Regions from separate parts of the Strix aluco genome. Here region 2 is linked to region 1. The links are chromatin contacts, called in public Hi-C maps. All regions are on one chromosome and are shown on one strand. The core of a region is the stretch at or near the end of the contact, and the rest is flanking DNA. Distances in the headings are between cores, read along the strand shown. Region 1 holds the start of LRRC8B (leucine rich repeat containing 8 VRAC subunit B). Region 2 holds the start of ZNF326 (zinc finger protein 326).

Region 1 (3,493 bases), core at 296-2,795:
GTTACACAGGGTAAGTAAAACACAGACAATATACTTAGACGATACATAACAAATTCTATGAGTGACATACTATAAAACTTCAATTCATAAGCCTTGTGGGCTCCCCTCCCCCCCCCCTTGAAAGTTTAAGAACTCAAACAAGGTAGATCAATAAGCCCTGATCTGTTGCCCTCTGCTAGGGACATACATAAGGAAGAATGTGGAGACACCAGGAAATAATTGATGTTTTACCTTACCATTTTAGCAAACAGACAAGGAAAGCTGGGAGTCTGCAGAATATGTAACTTAGATACTCAAAACTGCAAGTGGCCACATAACTCCTAACTTATTCTAGCATTACCTTAAAGGTATTGTTTTAAAAGACCACACTAGGTGCCAATTCAAACACAGTTTACCTGATCAGCATAATTAATTACAATCTTCATATAAAATTAAGCTTTAGGGAAGTTCACTTTAATCTCTCCTACAGAACTGGTTAATTGCAGAATTCACCGCAGACAAATTCTTAGTTGAAGCCAGGAAGCTGCCTCAATTTCACCACAGAACGCAGCAGCACAAAGTAACCCTTATGTCACTAAAACAACTCAGCTCGGGCGCAAGTAGAAGCTACCGTGCAAGAACCCCCTTGCTGCAAGATCACAGTCTTGCTGGGGATGGGAAATGCACTGGCAAGACAGAGGAAAGGAAGAGAACAACAAAGAGGAGGACGCTCCTCGTTCCACACGCAGTACTTTCAGGCCTCAGCGCTGAGTTTAAGTCCCTTCTGGGGGACTGGGGACTTGGCACCCGCCGGCCGTTTGCCCGAGGGCAGGTGCCGCCGCCACACCTAGGGCCGAGGGGTAGCAGCTGCCGCCCGGCCGCGCCGAGCCCGGGGGAGAGGAAGGGAGCCCCAGGCGACCTGTGGCGCCCCGGGTCACTTGAGGACACGTGTAAGTGCCGGTTACGCAAATCAGAAAACGGTTTTCCTCCGAGCCCCACCCACACGGGAGCGGGGCGGCCGCCAGGCCCCGGGGCAGGTACCGACTCGCTCCGGCACCCCGCGCCCGGTCCCTCCCCCCGCCCCGGCCGGCCTGCGGGGAGGCGGGCAGGTGAGCGGCCCCACCAAGGGAAGGGGTTGCCGCCGCACAGGCTCACCGGACCGCCCGGCAGGCAGGCGGGCAGCGCCGGGCGCCCCGCGGGCCGGCAACCCCCTCCGCTTCTGCGGGCGGAGCGGACACACCGGCCCCTCAGGGAGGCGGGAGAAGCGAGGGCGGCCTCTCGGCGGCGGAGAGGGCCAGCCGCGCGCTGCCCTCGGGAAAGCCCCGCTCCGTCCTGCCCCCGCCGGCTCCCCCGTCTTCCGCCCCTCCCTCCCGTGCCGGGGGAGCAGGGCACCTGTCAGCAGTGACCGCCCCGCGCTTACCTGGCCGCTCGCGCCGCCTCCCCTCCCGCCGCCACCGACCGGCCCGCGCGCGCTGCCGCGCAACGGCGTGGTATGGCGTACCGCCCGCGCGCCCCGTCCGCGAGGCAGCCGGCAGCGCGGCGCGAGGCACCGGCTCCAACCGGCACTTCTCGGATCCGGCCCCGCCCCCGCCCCGCGGCCGTTGTCACGTTACCGGCCGCGCCAGCCAATGGGGTGCGGCCGGCGGAACCGCTGACAGGCCGCGGGGCGGGGGCGGGGGCTGCGGCGGACAAAAGCGCCCCGCCGCGCCTGGCCCCCTCCTCTGCTCTGCCCTGCCCTGCCCGCCCCTCGGCGCTCACCTGCGGAGCCACCTGACGGCCCCTCCTGGGCCGCCGCCGGGGGCAGGGGGCGGTCCTGGCACCGCGGCTGGGCCCGCGGCGGGGAGCCCCGTCAGGCTGAGAGCCCCCCGGCGTCCGCCGGCAGCCGCCGCCCCCTCGGTGCCGGCATTTAAACAAATGGAGCAGCTCGAAGCAGGAGGAGGTGGAAGAAGTGAGAAAGCAATTATCGCCGGCGCTTGAAAAATAAAAATGAGAGGAGGTGACGCTTGCGAAGAGGCAGTTTAATCTGACAGAGAGCGAGCGGTTTTGTGCGCACCGGAGGCCTCGGCTGAGTCCGGGCGCTGGGCCGGGGGAAGGGGTGCGGGTCCCGGTCCCGGAGACGGCCCCGGGGGCGGCGGCGCGGGCAGCGGGGGAGGATGAACAACCACCCCCCCCGCCAACCCCCCCCGAGTGCTCGCCCAGGCGAGGGGAGCCCGGCGGGGGTAGCAGAGCACAGAGGCGCTACCGCTGGATCTGGGCTGCAGCAGCGGTCCTCCCGTTACCGCGGGCAGGTACACCCAGCGCACACCCCCCTTTTTGCAGGGGGCAGGCAAAAGTCCGCACGGCGAGACCCTTCTGTGACTCTCCAGTTCCAGTGAAAACCTGGTAAGAGAATAAAAAAGTTCACAAACATACACAATGTTTTAATAAAAAAATCAATCGTGGATTCATTTGACTTTCCTACTTCACTTCCTCTTTCTCCCGCGGACGGTGCAGCTCCCTCCTCCGAACGTCTGAGGAGGCTGCTTCTGGGGGGGAAATGCACGAAAGCCTGAAAGAAAATTTTGATTCCTACCTAGATTTCTGCAAATAACTGGGACAAATGAGCTGTGTTGGCCCCCTCTCAGTCATACAAAGAGCTCAATCTACTCAAGTAATTTCCCTGCCATATTTTCATTATTAGCAACTCCATTGCAAGAATCTGTTCAAAATTCTGTTTACAATATAATTTTACTCCTTGCACTTGCTCTGCTGAAGTAATGTTTATTGTTTGTCTAGTCATCAGTTTCATTGGAAAAGGGTCTATTTTCAAAACATTGTTTTTCTCCATAAAATACAAAAATCCTTTTCTTCACAGGTGTACAAAACCCCCTTCATTTAAACATCACAGACACTAAGTTTTGCAAAGATTACAATTTACAAATTGTATTTAGTACACATTTAGCTATTATGATTAACTTCAACTTAAAAGAGCCATTAAAATATACATAAAAGTATGTGCTTGTTTTGAAACACAAGCATTGCAGTTGAGCCAAAAGTGAAACTAATTACAAGTAAAAGTGAAACTTGCTTTTAAATCCAAACACATAGAAATACTAATACAAACATGTATGTTGTAAAAAAAAAAAAAAAAGCGCACACTTGTTTCACTAGTTCAGAGTCATATTGGTAGCCTAGCAGAGAATGTATTTGGTTTGTATTTGTTTTTAGGCTGATAGATTCTACTTAAGGTGCTGTACTTTGATAGTAATCTAACCTCAGAGAAGCTGCTATTGTCATCCCAAAGATGACAACAGCGTGGCACTGTCTGCAATTACTGCTCCAGGAGTCGTTGGTAAGGTCTGGTGAACAGCAGAGAGCAGGCCAGCAACCTTCCCAGAAGATGGGTTCCCTTTTGTCTCATCACCTGTCACCTCCTTAGCTGGCTGTATCTGGACTTCCATCATCAGGACAAATCTTCTGCTCTATTAGGGTTTCCCTGAGGAATGATTTGATCCATTTTACCTTATTGGAACTA
Region 2 (3,493 bases), core at 658-3,157, 180 kb before region 1:
GCCCAAGATGAAAATCAAGTCTCGCTCCCAGCCAGTTATAACTCCTCCAGAAAAACAACATGTGCAGTCAAACCATGTTACGTACTTTTAATAACCCGTTTGATTTTTTGCTTTTGTCAACACTGACTGTTCAGCCCCAACGCTTTTTACAGGTTAGACGTATTTATAGCTCATACCTGAGACTGACCCACTGGGCATGTTCACACCACAATGCATGGGGGTATCTGGGAATCTCCAATCTCTGTCTTCAGCTGGAGAGGATGGGTCAGTGAGAATGACTTAGTGCTTAGCAAAAGCTGGAGGGGAGAGACAGGGAGCCGCAACAAGAGGCGGCTCTCTCTCCTGTCGGATCTCCAGTCTCCTGACACGACCCCCTCACGGAGCTCGCCCCGAGCTCCCCCCGTCTCTGCCCGCGCCGCCCCCGCCCACCGCCTCCCCCTCGCCCCCCGCTCGCCCCGCGCCCCAGGGCGCCTCGCCCCGCGGAGGGCCGCCCCCGCCCGCGCCGCCCGCCCGCCCGCACCGCCCCCCGGGAGGGCCCTCCTCCCGCGCAGCCCTCCCGCCGCCGGCCGCCGCCGCAGCTCCCCCAACCCGGGAGGGGCGGCGAGGAGGAGGACGAGGAGGTGGATGAGGGGGGACTCCGTCCTGCGCGGAACAAAGCGGCCGCTGCCATTTTGAGACACGGCCGGGCCGCGCGGCGGCAGCGGTGGCGGCGGCCGGGCCCTACCCTTGCTCTGGGGGTGCGCCCTCACCTTCCCCGTAGTCCATGGCGGCGGCGGGCCCTGCTCTCCCAGACGGCTGATGGCCGCGGCAACCCGGCGACGACTCCGGCTTCTCTCAATGGCGCCTTCCACCACGGCGAGGAGGGACCTGCGCGCGGCAGCGCGGCCACGGCGCACGGCGATTGGCCCGGGCGCCGCGTCACGTGAGCAGGCCGACCTGCAAAGAGAAGCGGCCCGGGACCGGCGGCGACGCCGCATGAGGCGCTGGCGCGGAGCCCCCGGATCGGCTGGGTCATGAGGGAGGCTGCGCGGCGGCCATGTTGGGCCCTGGCAGCCGCCATTTTGCGTTCTGGCGTTACGCTCTCTCAGGCTTGAAGCAGCTCCAGGATTAGTAGTGGCGAAACATCCGCATCTCTGCCCTCCCATACCCCCCCCTCCATGGGCCCCGGTGAAGTGGCCGCTGCAGAAAACACACCCCTCGGTGCACCAAAATCTATTCTTATGCAGAGCTAGAAGCCAGGCAGGGCCTGGTGGGAGGGAGCCATAGGTGGCTTCCCTGCAGCTCCACAGCCCCGGGCGTGAGGAGGCCCTGCCAGCTTCCAACGGGGGCTGCTGCATTGTGCAAGCCAAATGGTTTTGCAAAATAAAACGCTTATTTAAGCAATGCCACCCCTGTAATGCCGCCTTCAATGAACCTAATGTACTAATGCTGATTTATATCTCAATCCCAAAACAACGTATTTCAGCACCTATAACAGGCTGCATTGAAACACAGGTAAACACAGACTTTCATTTTAAGTTAGTTGTAAGATAACAGTGTGCTCCTCTATGCAGCCAAAGATTTGAGGAAGAAACAGACTTTGCCCCAGACACATCATTGTGCAAAAAAAACCCCCAAAGTCCTGTGTGAAGAGAGTATTTCGTTCCTTACAGTTTCTTAATGTTTTATATAACCCTGAAAGAAACAAAAAGGGGGGGGGGGAAGCATGTGAGGGAGATGGCGATAAGCACATCTGGTACAGAAAACCTGGGAAAACGTCTCTGAGGACAAGCTGTGCGTGAAGTTTCAGGTTGTAAGGGTGGGCACAGCCACTATCTCCTGGGGTTTGATTTTGTCGAGGAAAAAGGGCTCCTTTCGGTCTCGAGTGGCTGACAGGATGTCATCAAAAACTTCCAATTTCTTCCCATCTGAAAATTAATAAAAACCCCATTGAAGGAAAAGAAGATTTGACTCACCCAGGTCCAGAGTCCAAGTTTTGTATTAAACTAAAACCTAAGTCCGGCAGAGCAGTCAGGCAGTTTCCCTCCCCGAGCTCTGGATGGCAGCAGATGCGAATGTACTTGCACCTCAGACGGGCTCCAGCGAGTGCTGCACGGCAGCCGGCAGTTTTCCCTGATGAGCTGTCCTGCGGTAGCTCTCAGCTCCCTCCTCTCCCCAGCATCGCAGGAGAAATACATGCAGAGAAAATGGTTATTCCCCGCCAAAGGGAATCTTTCCTTCGGCTTCACCCTGACTTCTCAGCTAGAGATACATTATGCTTGGGCAGAGCAGTGATTTCAAGGTCCAAATAGCCCTCGTACGAACTTGTTTGTGCACCCATCCCTTCACATGTGCACCCTGGTGCAGACCAGACGTTTCTTGCATAGAACATAAGATTTATATAATAAGCATTCTCCTATACGTTCAGGGCTGTGTGCCTCACGTTTGCAACATAGCGGCCTCTTTTCTGCAGCCTTTTTTGCACTGCTCAATCTGGTCGTAGTCTTGTGCTGGTGACAAGAACAAGGAGCAGCATCACGCTGCCCTGCAGATGGGAGCAGGCCAGCCTGTGGGCTGTTACAGTCTGAGGGGCTCCTGCTGGAAGGCACCCACTGCCAGTGCCACTGGGCCTGCCCGCCACTTCACCACAACCTGGCACAGATGTTGACTCTTCTCAAGAAAAAAACATATTTGAAATTTTTTCCCGTGCAAGGAAATGCATGGGCACAGCTCTATGCATTTTGCTGCATGCAAAATAAAAAATGAGAGGAATTAAAAAATAGCACATATGTGCACAGAATCCAAAAGCTATCCTAGGTAACAATGCAATGCAAATGTGGTGGGAATAAACTGATTTTCCCAGGTGGCCTGAAACATGCAGCAGTCAAAACTATAAAGTATCATCTCTGCTTGAGGACTCAATGCCTGCTGCAGGATGAGTTGCTGAGGAATGCACTAAGTGGATTCTCACCCCTTTCCAATGCATCTGGCTGGGCCAGATGAGATGGGTAATGAAAATGTTATTGAGTAAGCAGCTCTGAAGGGAGGAAATCATGCAGAATAGATAGATTTGTGATCACTGCAGGAATAGCTGGCTAATGGTTATTCAAAATAAATACAAAGATCCAGAAAACCTGATTCATCTGAATCAGCTGCCCCTAAGACTATCAAAGGTGAATGTTTTAGCTGTTGCCCTGGTGCAAAACTTCTGAATCAGCTACTCCTAAGACTATCAAAGGTAAATGATTTAGCTGTTTCTCTGGTGCAAAACCTACCGAGGGATTCAATAAATTAAATTCTCTTGTAGGCTATGCAACCTAAGGGGACTATTGCATAAAGGAGAACAAGATTTATGATGAGCTGTCTGAGAGGGAAACACTGAGATTGAACAGGACACTGTTAAAATTATATAGGATTATTATGAGATGTTTGGGAAAAAGGCCAAAGACATGGAAGGGAGGAACAAAGGTAGGTCAGGGAAGAACAAAAAAGATAGAGGTGGATTTGAGAAACG

What was found. Hi-C and Micro-C count contacts between places; a contact is called where the count stands out from the background.
Region 2: a contact with region 1 is called in a Hi-C map of heart, with 9 times the contacts expected there. The contact joins the promoter of ZNF326 here to the promoter of LRRC8B in region 1. A contact is called at or near these places in 2 of 2 Hi-C or Micro-C datasets (brain and heart).

The regions. Positions count from the first base shown.
Region 1 is chr8:18,037,953-18,041,445 of bStrAlu1.hap1, reverse strand. LRRC8B (leucine rich repeat containing 8 VRAC subunit B) reads right to left here and starts at 1,545. Exons shown (of 5, transcript XM_074832443.1): 1 at 1,400-1,545. LOC141926839 (a long non-coding RNA gene) reads right to left here. Exons shown (of 2, transcript XR_012624221.1): 2 at 1,983-2,358.
Region 2 is chr8:18,215,276-18,218,768 of bStrAlu1.hap1, reverse strand. ZNF326 (zinc finger protein 326) reads right to left here and starts at 1,907. Exons shown (of 13, transcript XM_074832448.1): 1 at 750-1,907; 2 at 177-251. The coding sequence starts at 765.